4 separate regions of the Mus musculus genome follow, and all the other regions are linked to region 4. The links are chromatin contacts, called in public HiChIP or PLAC-seq maps. All regions are on one chromosome and are shown on one strand. The core of a region is the stretch at or near the end of the contact, and the rest is flanking DNA. Distances in the headings are between cores, read along the strand shown.

Region 1 (2,700 bases), core at 50-2,549, 500 kb after region 4:
GTGGGGCTCCTGCAGGTACAGGGCCTCCTTGGGTGTCATCACGTCAGCTGCAAAGGCAGGAGTGGGGCTCCGTCACAACCTCCCCGACTCACAGCCCTCCCCAGCCCGCGGGTTCCTCTCAGGCTCACCCCATCTGATTAGAAGGCATTTTTCCCTCTGAGGCCCATTTCCAGCTCCCATTCCTTCTTGCTGCCATTCATCACCCCCTGCCCTTCTGCAGTATTTATGGCCACCGTGGGGAGCAGAGAAGCCTTCCCTCAGCTCTTCCCTGGCTAATTAGGGGCTTGAGGAGAGAGCTAACGAGGCTCCCTCCCTGCCAAAATGTGCTTCGCCTTTCTTTTCAGGAAAGGGAGAGATTGCTGGGAAGATTAATTGGCACTGAGCACCAGGCATCCCCACAGTTGCCTTCCAGGCTGTGCCCAGGCCCAGGCTCACAGGCTCTGCTCCACCTGCCTGGTAGGCCAGGCTCAGGGCAGACTCTCACGCAGATCGCAGATCAGGGCATGATTGACGCCCTGTGAACCCTGCACTACCCTTGGCCCAGTTCCTCTGGCCTGTGAGAGCCTTGCAGGTGGAGACCAGTTTCTCAGCCTGAGAGAGAAGAGGATATCTCCACAGAACACCCTGCAGCCAGCTCGAGGCTCCTCACTGCTCTCTCTTTGGGCTTAGGACATCCCCACGGGTGCTGACAGCTGTGTGACAAGTCTGTCTTGTGATTCGCACCGTTCGCTCATTGTGGCTGGCCTGGGTGATGGCTCGATCCGTGTCTACGACAGGAGGATGGCACTCAGTGAATGGTAACTGTCACATCTCCCCTCTCCTTAGCACTATTCAAGCTCCTTCCAGATGGCAGAGGCCACCCCACTGCCAGTAATAAGTCCAGATTGCTCAGTGAGCATGAAGTGTCTTCGGCAGTGCACAGTGGACCTCTGATACCAGACAAGAAGATGGCACCCAGGGCTAGAGAGAAGGCTCAGTGGGGTCAACCTTCACCTTTCACTGTCTGGCTGCTTCAAGTTGACCCCACAGACAGAAACAGTGACCTCACTAAACTGCTGACTAAGGCAGGACCAGGTCTTCCTCATCTCAAAATGGCACCCAGGCTTCAAGACCCTAACTGGGTAAACAGAGGAGAGAGAAATGAGGGGGTGGCCTAGGACAGCCTCGCTAGCCCCTCCTCCTTCTGGGTGTCCTCTTGAGGCTCCGCCCAAGGGCAGGGCTGCCAGCTCCAGTTCAGCCCACTCCTCCTAGCCCTACCTGCAGTTCCCTCCTGCAGAGCAGTTGGGGAGAGGAACTGGGCTGGGCCAGTCCTGACCACACCTTCCTCCTTAGCCGGGTCATGACTTACCGAGAGCACACAGCGTGGGTGGTAAAGGCCTACCTGCAGAAGCACCCTGAGGGCCACATCGTGAGTGTGAGGTAAGGAGCAAAATATGCATGAGACATTTGCTGTGAAAACATTATTCTCCCTCCATTTAAATATGTTCTTGGTGTTTAAATAGCTAGGGACTGTTGGCATTTCAGGGCAGTAACTGACAGTAACTCCGTGACTGGCCTGAAAGGTCAGAGGGCAGAGCAAGAGTCGGGGTGGAGGTGGCAGGTAGGCTGGGCTGAAGGAGGAGATGCACAGATAGGCGTGTCCCTCACAGGAGCAGCAAAGCAGAATGCACCAGGTGGGTGGCACCTCCCTAGCAAGTCACCTCAGTGCCAGCCAGCCTGTGCACGTAAACTCGGGCCCACTGCTCAGTAAATACTGTGCTGAGAGCAGTGGATCTTTATCTGCTGTTAAAGAGACAGCAAAGCATAATTCACTGTCACAAAGCCACCACTTCTTCAGAGAGATTTCCTTCCCCCCTTGTCTGTGGCATAAAGCAAAGCATAATTCTTGGAGTGGACATTGAAGCAGAAGGCTATAAGCACAGGCGAGGGATCCCTCAGCCATCTTCTGCCTCTGACAACTCTGTTCCTGGCCTTTCTTGTAATCTCTTCTCTGACCCTGCTGTGTCCCCCTTTGTGTGAGCATGCTATCTCCCTTTAGTCAATCCTAGCCTTTTCTGGCTTGAGAGGGGCAGCTTGATGGGAACCCTGGCTGCCAAGACCAGTGGGGTGGTTCGACGTGGGGATCTGTGCTCCACCTGACTTGGAGGGGTCCTGGGAGTCTACATGGCTTTGGCCTTACCAGCATGTGCAAGTGGGCATTGAAACTTCTCATGGCCAGTTATGCCATCCTTCAGAGCCAGGTTCCTCCCCCTCAGGGCTCCAGATAGTATCCCTAAGGTTGCCACCAGCAAGCATCACCCTGGTCCTTTCTCACAGTGTCAATGGAGATGTGCGCTTCTTCGACCCTCGGATGCCCGAGTCTGTGAATGTAATGCAGATTGTGAAGGGGCTGACAGCCCTGGACATCCACCCCCAGGCAAACCTGATCGCCTGGTAGGTACCCTGCCTGCCTCCCTCCATGCAGCCCCCTGTTTCTAAGCAGAAGGCCCTTTCAGAGTGTACAGCCTTTGTCTCTGTCCTCCACAGGACCTTTGAAAGAACAGTTTAGAGGGTGTAACTGTACTACCATGAAATAAAAACAAAAGATGTCTCCCCTGCCTTATCCAGCTTTGAGAACAAAGACCTGCCCCCTGGCATCTCTGGGGACAGGCCTGGTTCTTCCTGACAGTAACAGATGCGCAGCCACTTCCTGCCTCAGGG
Region 2 (2,902 bases), core at 266-2,765, 470 kb after region 4:
GAAGACATTGGCCAAGAGCCCCTGTGAGGACTGCTCAGTCAGCATTAAGGTGACAGACAGCCATTAGCCACCTCTGTTCTTCCCTATTTTCCTCTTGTTGAGGAGTCAGGAAGCACGGCGAGCCTTTTCATCCCGGCATAGTAGTGACCTGGTGAGGCCCTGAGTGTGCACCAAGGGGCAGAGGCTACACATGTGTCTGCCCTAACTGAGAGAAATCCAGCAGGGACTTGCTGGAGAGAGTTAATGCTAGGAATGTAGCTCAGTGGGGGAGTGCTCACCTATCACACACAGTCCCTGCTGTGGTGACCAAAGCTTAGTGGGTCATACGAGGATGCTGAGGGTCAACTACAAAGACCATGCAGATGTTCCAGGGTCACTGGAGATAGGAGGCCAGAGCAGTGGGTCAGTATAACACCCCCCAAAGGTTCTATACATTAGGCCGACAGCTTAGACTCAGAAGGGAAGGTATAACTAGATTTACTCTGAAGCACCATGACAGGCGCACAAGGAAGAACAAATACAATGGCCACATACACACGCAGCCACCACCACCCACCACCGCCAGCCACTGCCACCACTCCCCCAGCCCTGGGACCTGTGTTTCTAAAGACTGGCAGAAGTCTTGGCCATTTCCAGATCATCAGAGGACCTGACCTCACTCTGCCAGCTCTTCAAGCCCTAGATGAGGACTCGCAGCCTCGTGTCTATACAGTCCTTTCCCAATAAGGCTCTGAGGTTCAGAAACAGCTGCAGAGCTCTGAGAGACTGCACTTCACCACATGCTATTCAGAAAGCTGTGGCCACTGCTCTGAAAATCAATCCTAGAACATCACGGTCTTTTATTACTTCTAGTCTAGACATGAAAATAGATCCTTAGCCCTTCTAGAGCTTAGCAAGTAGCAAGTTGCCGGCCAGGCCCAGTTCCTGCCTCTGCTTTGAGGCAGAACCCAGTGTCCTTACCTCAGTCCCATGGGCCCTGATCCGTGTGTGAGGGTGGCAGGTTGTATTTTGGAGATGTTAAGACAGGGCAGTTGATTTGGCAAGGAGCCAGGGAGAATCACTCCTGGCAAATCAGGGCTGATGTGAAATCAAGAGGTAATTTGTAACCACAGCTTCCCTTTCCACTAAAACAACTGTGCCTCCCATCCCAGTCAGAGGGTGGTAAAGCTTAGAGTTGTGTTCTCTGCTACGGTGTCACACAGAGCTCAACATCCACAGTCAGCCCAGTCATTGAAATAGGCTTTAAACTACACAGTAATATTTACAAGTGTCTCCCTTTCTCCATGTCCTGCACATTGTTAGACTTTTCTGGCAGTGTTCTGTGGGGTTCCTGATTCTAAAGGACTCCCCAGAGTTCTTTATTCTGTATCTGCCACCCCAGCCCATGAGGCCACAGGGGCTTTAGGACTCCACCTGTGACTACCTACTCTGTTCAGTGTCTGCTGAGTTTGGTCAGTAAGCTGAGGGAGGGAGGGAGGGCCTGAGCCCTCATTAGTCACGCACCAGCCCCTCCCCAGTCTGTGACGTCAGTCCGTCCGACATCTGAGTAACACGGTTCACCAGAAGCTTCGAGATAGATCCCTTACAGCTTGGTGCCACGTGGCAACTGAGCTTTGCAGGAAGCAGCGTGTCACTCCCCAGGAGGATGCCTGAGAGTACCAGAGGTAGCTGTGTGAGCACTTGCTGTCGCTTAGAGAGGCGCTGCCAACTCCATCTGAGTGGCCAGTTCCCTGTCTCTCAGGGGAAACTGAAAGCAGAACATGTGGCCCTGTCTCTAGAGTACACTGGAAGCCACCTCCTTCTCCTCTCCTCAGCTGCTGCTTAGCAACTCCATACCTCAGAGCTGGAAATCGGATCTGAGGACATTTCACCCAGAGAGATTCTAAGCTGATTGTACTAGTTTTCTTAGACTTTACTTGTAAATCTAGCCCAGTGTTTGGAACTGTAGAGTTTTAAGTTGAAATGTCAGTCCTCTACTTCTGAGTTGTAGCCACATGAGAGAGCACGGAGTGAGAAGGCTGCTTTCTTTGGATTTTCCTGCCACTGTGCAACCCAAGCTACATTCCTCCACCACATCCAGGCTTATCACAGGCCTAGGTCTCCTGGCACATGTGCCTTCCTACTTACTGCTTCCTGGGCTCACTGGAGGCTTAGAACTACTGACATCGAGTCTTTGCAGTCCTGTGTTGTCGCCTTATAGAGATGCCTGTCTCAGCTGGACACATGGCGTAATGGTTAGGAGCTCTCAGTGCTCTTGCGGGAGATGTGGGTTCCGTTCTCAGCACCTCTGATGCATAACTCCAGGTCCAGGGATCCTCCTTTGACTTCACTCGGTTCTTACATGCACATGGTGCTCATACAGACCTTCACACACACACACCACACATACCACACACACACCATACATACCACACACACACACCACATACACACACACCATTTTTTTAAATTAAATAATTATTTTTTAAATTCCTGTCTTAAGACTTAGCCCCTCAGTGACAGGCAGAAATGCCTTACTCAGCTCAAAAGAGAAGCTCTGTATTCAGGAGCTGAGGTGCAGCCCACTTGACCTCGGCACCCTCTTAGTGAGTGGGTATACATAGCTGCCATGGCTCAGGCTTTGCCCTACACAGCCCAGGATTAATGGAAGGGAAGTTGGATTCACTTCCCATCTATAGATGAGCACGCAAGTCAGCAGTCATTAGAGAGTGGACAAGCAGAGCTCAACAAGTAACAAAGTACATGTAGAGAGGGCAGTGGCCACAGCTGTGCATCCCACATAAACTGTACATCTGGCCATGCTGTCATCTAGGAACCTAGAACGAGGGAGGAGATATGCGTGGGAAACTAGGTGGTATTCTCTAAACAACAAAGTTATCCGAGTGCAGACCATTTTTTAGCC
Region 3 (2,777 bases), core at 126-2,625, 420 kb after region 4:
CCTCCTCCTTGGGCCCTGGGCGACTTGTATTTCCCAGAGACTAGCCTCTGTATGGCTTCACCCCCAGCCTGTGTAGCTGGGATGGTTTCTCAGCATTTGTTACTAAGAAACACTGCTACTTGAGGCATCTGGTTGTGAGTCTTGTTCCAGAATCTTCCTGTATGCTAAACTGAGCTGTCCACATTCCAACATAGCTCTCACCAAGTACTCTCCCTAGAATCTGAACTGTGAATGAGTCTAGTGGACTAAGCATGAGAGAACCTTCTGGAAGACTAGAAAACCTTATACTAGCATGACACCATTGTGGTGGGGGTTGTATGACACGGTCATCCCACCCAAGCTAGAGATGGACATGGAAGGTCTTGAGGCACAAGCACCTTCCCCAAGGGACAAGTTTTCCTTGTGCTTAGCTTTCTTTGCTTAGACTAAACAGAGTGAGAAGCCAGGCCAGACAGTCACGGTCCCGGGTAGAACAGACAGAAGGAAGCCATTCGGTCTTGACGGTGATCTTTGTTTCCGTTATGAGTCATTCACAGAATACTTATGCCCACAGAAGAAAAAGACATTGGTCTCTGGCATAAGTGCTTTTACTCTGTAGATCTAGCATTTGTGCCCCTGAGCACCTTTGTGAGACCCACCCCACATGGTTGGTGGGATCATGCTCTATCTGCCTTCCTCTGGAATGAGTTGTGTGTCCAAGCGCCCAGAATCCCACACGCAGCTTTACACACTGGCCTTTCTCCTGTGGTTTCATGCTATAGCACAGGCCAGATGGTTTGTAAGCCTTCTTGTCCTATAGATCCACCATCTCCATAGATCTCCCCAGCTGCCAGGGCCACATCTCAGGGCATGGGAGGCCCTGTGGGACAGGCTCATCACTGCTTCTGCCCCTTTGACACCAAGGCATGTAGTCCTGTCCTCACTAGCCTGACCTAACAGAAATGCTGACCCTTGAAGGAGGGAGGGAGAAAGAAAGAGATGGGGAGCCACAGTCACCTCTATAACTCCGTAGCTATACCTGAGGACCAAGCCACTGCTGAGTTGAGCTTCTTGCCAGGCCTTAGCTGGGCCTCACCTCTGAAGTATGACTGGTGGGTTCTTCTTTCTGCCATCTGCCACCCCAAGTGATGAAACTCTTCCCATAGTGCTCAGGGCTTCTGCTCCCTTGTAAATAGATGGCTGTACACACATCCCCGGGGAACTCACAGGAAAGGTAGGCAGAAAAGAGCCTTTGGAATAAATAATTTAAAATCTGGTTATTATATCCTTGGGTGGTGATGGAGAGGCTGCATTTCTAGTGGGGGAGGGGACAAAGCCTAACAAGAACGGAGGCTGAAGCACAACAATGTGGCTGTGCACTCTGCCTGCCGGGGGTGGGGAGGCGATGATGAAATACTCAGAGCACAGTTCCTGTTTAATTTTTGATACAAAGCCATCAGGGAGTCGTTCTCCTTCACTCTCAATTTCAGGGGTCCTGAAACCCTGCATTTCTCTGTGGTAATAACCTGTGCTTTTTGCTGTGATTGATCAATGCAGATGGAGCCCACGCCAGCTCAGAAGGCTTTCCTCCAGCCCACTGCCTGGGTGATTGCCATCCTAAGCCAGTTTCCTGAAAACCCAGGCTCTTCCTGGTGGTGACTCAACCAGCAGCTTTGAAAGTCCCCCACGCCTTGCTGTTTAGGGAGGGAGTCCAGTTCAGATCAGGCTGGCCCCATCCTGTACCCTCCAGCCTGCCCCCATCATTTCCGTCCAGCCACTCTCTTTACTCTTCCCAACCTCTGTTCCTCCTCTGTGACACACAGAGACCTGATGTGAGCGCCCTGGTGCCATAGAGAGAGATGGTGTACCTGGGTGTGGCGTACTGCACCGATGTTATCACTGGGTTTATAAACTGCTTTTCCTCTTGTCCGTAGCTAAGAATCCCAAATTAAGACTGCAAGATTGGTTGAATTTTAGCTGAGAAAATGCAGCCAGCTTTACTCAACTGCTGCTTCTGTTCATCAGAGGACAGTTGTGCTAAGGATGAGATGATTATATAATTTTACAGTTTGATGGGAAATGCTGAAGTCATGTGGTCTGGCCCAGAGAGGGTGCCCAGGGTGCCCAGCATGCTCTGCCTTGTGGAAATGCCTCTCTCCATTCCACCTCAGCCCAGGGAGCTGGCCCAGGACTGAGGCGCCCCTGTTCCAGGAATTCTTAGAGCTTGTCTGCCAGTGGCCTTGGATGTTCTTGATCAGGTTTTCTTCTCTTTGGTTTCTTGAAGAGGCTGCTGCTTCTCTGTATCCCTCACAGCTACTCTGTACTGTCCCTTCGCCCTAAGCCGCAGCCCCTTTGCTGGCTTGCTCATTTCAACAGTGTCTACCAAGCCTTTCACACAAGTGAAAACCCTGGAGCCGACTTACTGATGAAGGAACTGTGTGGTGGCTTCAGCTCTCCCAGATGTGGGACCTAGGTGGGGCCACAGCTCAGCAGAGGCCATCATGCCAAACAGGGTCAAATGTGTGTAGGTTGGAATGTGTTTGCCTCAAGATTGCAATGGCGCGGCAGCATGGCTGCTGAGTGCTGGATGTGTGCACATCTCTTCTCTGCTTAGGCCCAAAAGTGGTCATGCTGGGCTCCAGCTGGTCGAGTCAGCCAGCTGCCGGATACACTTCCCACTTCCCATCTCCAATTCCCCTCATTTCTACCCTTCTAACTCCTGAAATTTAAACTTTAAATTTGATTAAATTCAAAACATCTTTATAGAGTTTAATTGCAATAATTGACTTTGCTTCTGT
Region 4 (2,751 bases), core at 13-2,512:
TGGAAAAGGCCACACCTCCTACTTCTTCCCAAACAGTTCAATCAACAGGGGACCAAGTATTTGGACATATCAGCCCATGGAAGCCATTCTCACTCAACCCCACCACCCCCAGAGGAGGGAGGGAACCCATTAAGTGTAAAGAATGACCATAAGGAACAAACTAAGCCACAGGCGGTTCCAGAAGACTGTCTTTGGAGCTCCACTTGCATGCTGTGGCTCTAATACAACAACATAAATAAGTGCAATTAAAAAAAAAACTTTAAAAATCTGGGAAGATGAGGGTCTGGCCCCGAGGTGCATAGGAGGAAGACTTTGAGAGAGCTGCATGGAGGTTTGGGAACCGAGATCAGTTGGTACAGTGCTTGCTGAGCATCCAGAAGCCCTGGGTTCCATTCCAACATAAGACCAGCCATGGTGGTATGCACATGTAGCCCCAGCCCTTAAAACACAGGCAGGAAGTCGGGCGTGGTGGCGCACACCCTTAATCCCAGCACTCGGGAGGCAGAGGTAGGCAGATTTCTGAGTTCGAGGCCAGCCTGGTCTACAAAGTGAGTTCCAGGACAGCCAGAGAAACCCTGTCTCAAAAAACCAAACCAAATCAAACCCAAACCAACCAACCAACCAAACAAAAAGACACAGGTAGGAGGATCAGAAGTCCAGGGCCATCCTCAGATACTGTGGTACTTTAAACAAGAATGGCTCCCATAGGCTCAAGATATTTGAGTGCTTGGTCTCCCCACACTTGCTAATACTTAGTTAAAAAGCTTTGGGGGCAAAGGACATGACTGAGACTCACAGATGAGAAAGTGCAAGCACACAGTGTGGCCGTCCACTAGCAATGACTACTGCTAGCGGCTTTTGGTGGACTTCGATGTGATGGGTTGCCATCACTTCTTTGCCATCACTCTACTTTGCATGCACGCAACCTGTAGGTGAACACTCTTGCTGTCCTCCAGGTCCTTCTGTGGGTGGCTTCAGCTTGGCTAAATCCTGGATACTGTCCAAGGTGCTGGATGTCTGGGGCTAGAGGTTTGAACCTATCAATGGTCACCCATTCAGGGCGGTCCGTCCTGGTTGGGGGAGAATGTGCAACCCTGGTGCAAGAGCCAGTGAGATTTCGAAGGCCGTGGGCACGCAGCGGCTGTAGTCGCTCTGGACAAGCGAGCTAGGCCGGCGCCACCAGGCGGGGAATTCCAGCAAGGCTGTGCGCCAAGGAGGCGGAGGGGCGGCGCCGGCCCCGTGACCCCTCATCGAAGCGCGCCAGTCCGCGCGGGCGCATGGGCACTGCAGGTGCGAGCGAGGGGCTTCGGGGTTCCAGGATCTGGTGCTGGGCTAGGAGCGGGATGCAAGTCCAGGGGCAGTGACGCGAGGCCTAGGGTGCGGGATGTGGGTCTCAGGGACGCGCAGGGACCGGGGTGCAAGGTCCCGTTGGGCAGGGCGCGGGTGTTTCGGGCCAAGGGTCCACGGGGCGACATGCGGAGCTCTGGATGCTGTTTCATTGGGTGCCGGTCCTGCTAGGGAAGAGTGGGCCGGCGGCTCATGGCCCCTGTGGTCACAGTCCCTGAATGGTGCCTGCGTCCTGATGCGCCGGCGCCCAGCGGCCACTTCCTTCATGTTCCAAGTTTCGGTTTCACTGCAGGCAGCCGGTCCAGCCTGGCCCTGAGTCTCCGACCCCATTAACTCTCGGGTTGCGGACAGCGCTAGGTCGGCCCTGCTCCCCAGCAACACCCAGGAAGGTCGGGGACCCCCAACCTACACAACCCCGTGTCCTCGCGTAAAGCGGTCCCAGGCTCCGCCCCGGAATCTGCTCTCACCAACTGCAGCAGAACTTTTGCGAGCCAGATGTCTGCCCTCACCAACTGAAGCCAGAACTTTTTCGTGCCAGGCGTCTGTGCCCAGGGCGCTGATCTTACCTAGGTCAAAGCCGGGAGCCTCCCCTGTCCCCGAAGCTGCAGCGAGAGGTGCGCTCGCTCGCAATGGGCTAGCCCAAACCCATCTGCTTTTTTCTTAGTCTAGCCCGGGCGGGGGGTGGAGGGGAGGCACGGGAAGGGTCCTCTAGCTGGTGGAAAGGAGAGGCGGTGCCGCTGGCCGCTCACTTGTGCAAGGCTGCCTCTAGTCCGGGCTTCGCAGTTTCCAGGGGGGGAGGCACGGGAAGGGTCCTCTAGCTGGTGGAAAGGAGAGGCGGTGCCGCTGGCCGCTTACTTGTGCAAGGCTGCCTCTAGTCCAGGCTTCTCAGTTTCCTGAGCAGCACTAGAGAACTGACTTAGGTGGTGTTGGCTTTGGGCACACCAACCGAAAATTGTAGTAGGAGATAACCTGCCACCCCGTGGTGTGTTTCAGTTTGTTCTGTGAGACTCATGGTTTGAGAAGCAGAACTTTCTTTCTCCTCCTCCGCCCCCCCATTTTGTTTTTGTTATTGTTGTTTGTTTGTTTGTTTTTTTGGCCTTCAAGACCCGGTTTCTTTATAGCCCCTGCCTGACGTGGAACTCACTCTGTAGACCAGGCTGGCCTCGAACTCACAGATCTGTCCTGCTCGGCCTCCCCAGATTAAAGGCATGCACCACCACTACCCACGAAAAGCAGAGCTTTCTTAAAAGAAATTTACATCTCTCAAGAGAGGACAGAGGGCTGAGGCAGACCACACTTTTACCTGAGAAAGCACTTGTTCAATGCCACCACCTTGTCTAGCTCCCAACCTTCATGAAGCCTGTGACCCCAGTTCTCAGCCTCTGCCCTTTCCTGTAGCTCCTG

What was found. HiChIP or PLAC-seq counts read pairs in DNA pulled down with a chosen protein or histone mark.
Region 1: an H3K4me3 HiChIP or PLAC-seq map of embryonic forebrain shows a contact between it and region 4, with 5 times the contacts expected there. The contact joins the enhancer-like site here to the promoter of Rnf213 in region 4. A contact is called at or near these places in 15 of 39 promoter capture datasets (the 3T3-L1 cell line, the C10 cell line, the HPC-7 cell line and 10 more), 2 of 15 datasets of contacts at CTCF or cohesin (pro-B cells and stem cell-derived epiblast-like cells), 4 of 484 Hi-C or Micro-C datasets (the G1E-ER4 cell line and embryonic stem cells), 18 of 115 datasets of contacts at active chromatin or transcription factors (the SCID.adh cell line, astrocytes, bone marrow-derived dendritic cells and 11 more) and 1 of 9 other capture datasets (embryonic stem cells).
Region 2: an H3K4me3 HiChIP or PLAC-seq map of bone marrow-derived macrophages shows a contact between it and region 4, with 2.8 times the contacts expected there. The contact joins the enhancer-like site here to the promoter of Rnf213 in region 4. A contact is called at or near these places in 9 of 39 promoter capture datasets (the 3T3-L1 cell line, cranial neural crest, frontonasal cranial neural crest and 5 more) and 10 of 115 datasets of contacts at active chromatin or transcription factors (SST interneurons, astrocytes, bone marrow-derived macrophages and 7 more).
Region 3: an H3K4me3 HiChIP or PLAC-seq map of bone marrow-derived macrophages shows a contact between it and region 4, with 2.3 times the contacts expected there. The contact joins the enhancer-like site here to the promoter of Rnf213 in region 4. A contact is called at or near these places in 2 of 39 promoter capture datasets (both in liver), 2 of 115 datasets of contacts at active chromatin or transcription factors (bone marrow-derived macrophages and pancreatic cancer cells) and 1 of 9 other capture datasets (adipose tissue).

Annotation. Positions count from the first base shown.
Region 1 is chr11:119,893,587-119,896,286 of GRCm38.p6, forward strand. Rptor (regulatory associated protein of MTOR, complex 1) reads left to right here. Exons shown (of 34, transcript NM_028898.3): 30 at 670-797; 31 at 1,333-1,419; 32 at 2,317-2,433. Among named protein-coding and RNA genes, the nearest start is that of Chmp6, 19 kb to the right of the region's middle. Within about 2 kb of position 1,300, at least 51 of the 459 cell types and tissues checked have an H3K27ac peak or open chromatin away from gene starts, as enhancers often do. A contact at or near this core is called in embryonic forebrain, embryonic stem cells and pro-B cells, where this site is marked.
Region 2 is chr11:119,861,991-119,864,892 of GRCm38.p6, forward strand. The region is part of intron 20 of Rptor (regulatory associated protein of MTOR, complex 1); the gene reads left to right. Among named protein-coding and RNA genes, the nearest start is that of Rptoros, 29 kb to the left of the region's middle. Within about 2 kb of position 1,516, at least 167 of the 459 cell types and tissues checked have an H3K27ac peak or open chromatin away from gene starts, as enhancers often do. A contact at or near this core is called in SST interneurons, bone marrow-derived macrophages and pancreatic cancer cells, where this site is marked.
Region 3 is chr11:119,806,221-119,808,997 of GRCm38.p6, forward strand. The region is part of intron 9 of Rptor (regulatory associated protein of MTOR, complex 1); the gene reads left to right. Among named protein-coding and RNA genes, the nearest start is that of Rptoros, 27 kb to the right of the region's middle. Within about 2 kb of position 1,376, at least 67 of the 459 cell types and tissues checked have an H3K27ac peak or open chromatin away from gene starts, as enhancers often do. A contact at or near this core is called in adipose tissue, bone marrow-derived macrophages and pancreatic cancer cells, where this site is marked.
Region 4 is chr11:119,388,837-119,391,587 of GRCm38.p6, forward strand. It overlaps Rnf213 (ring finger protein 213), which reads left to right and starts at 1,263. Exons shown (of 68, transcript NM_001040005.3): 1 at 1,263-1,290. Mir1932 (microRNA 1932) reads left to right here and starts at 1,636; the gene lies at 1,636-1,725.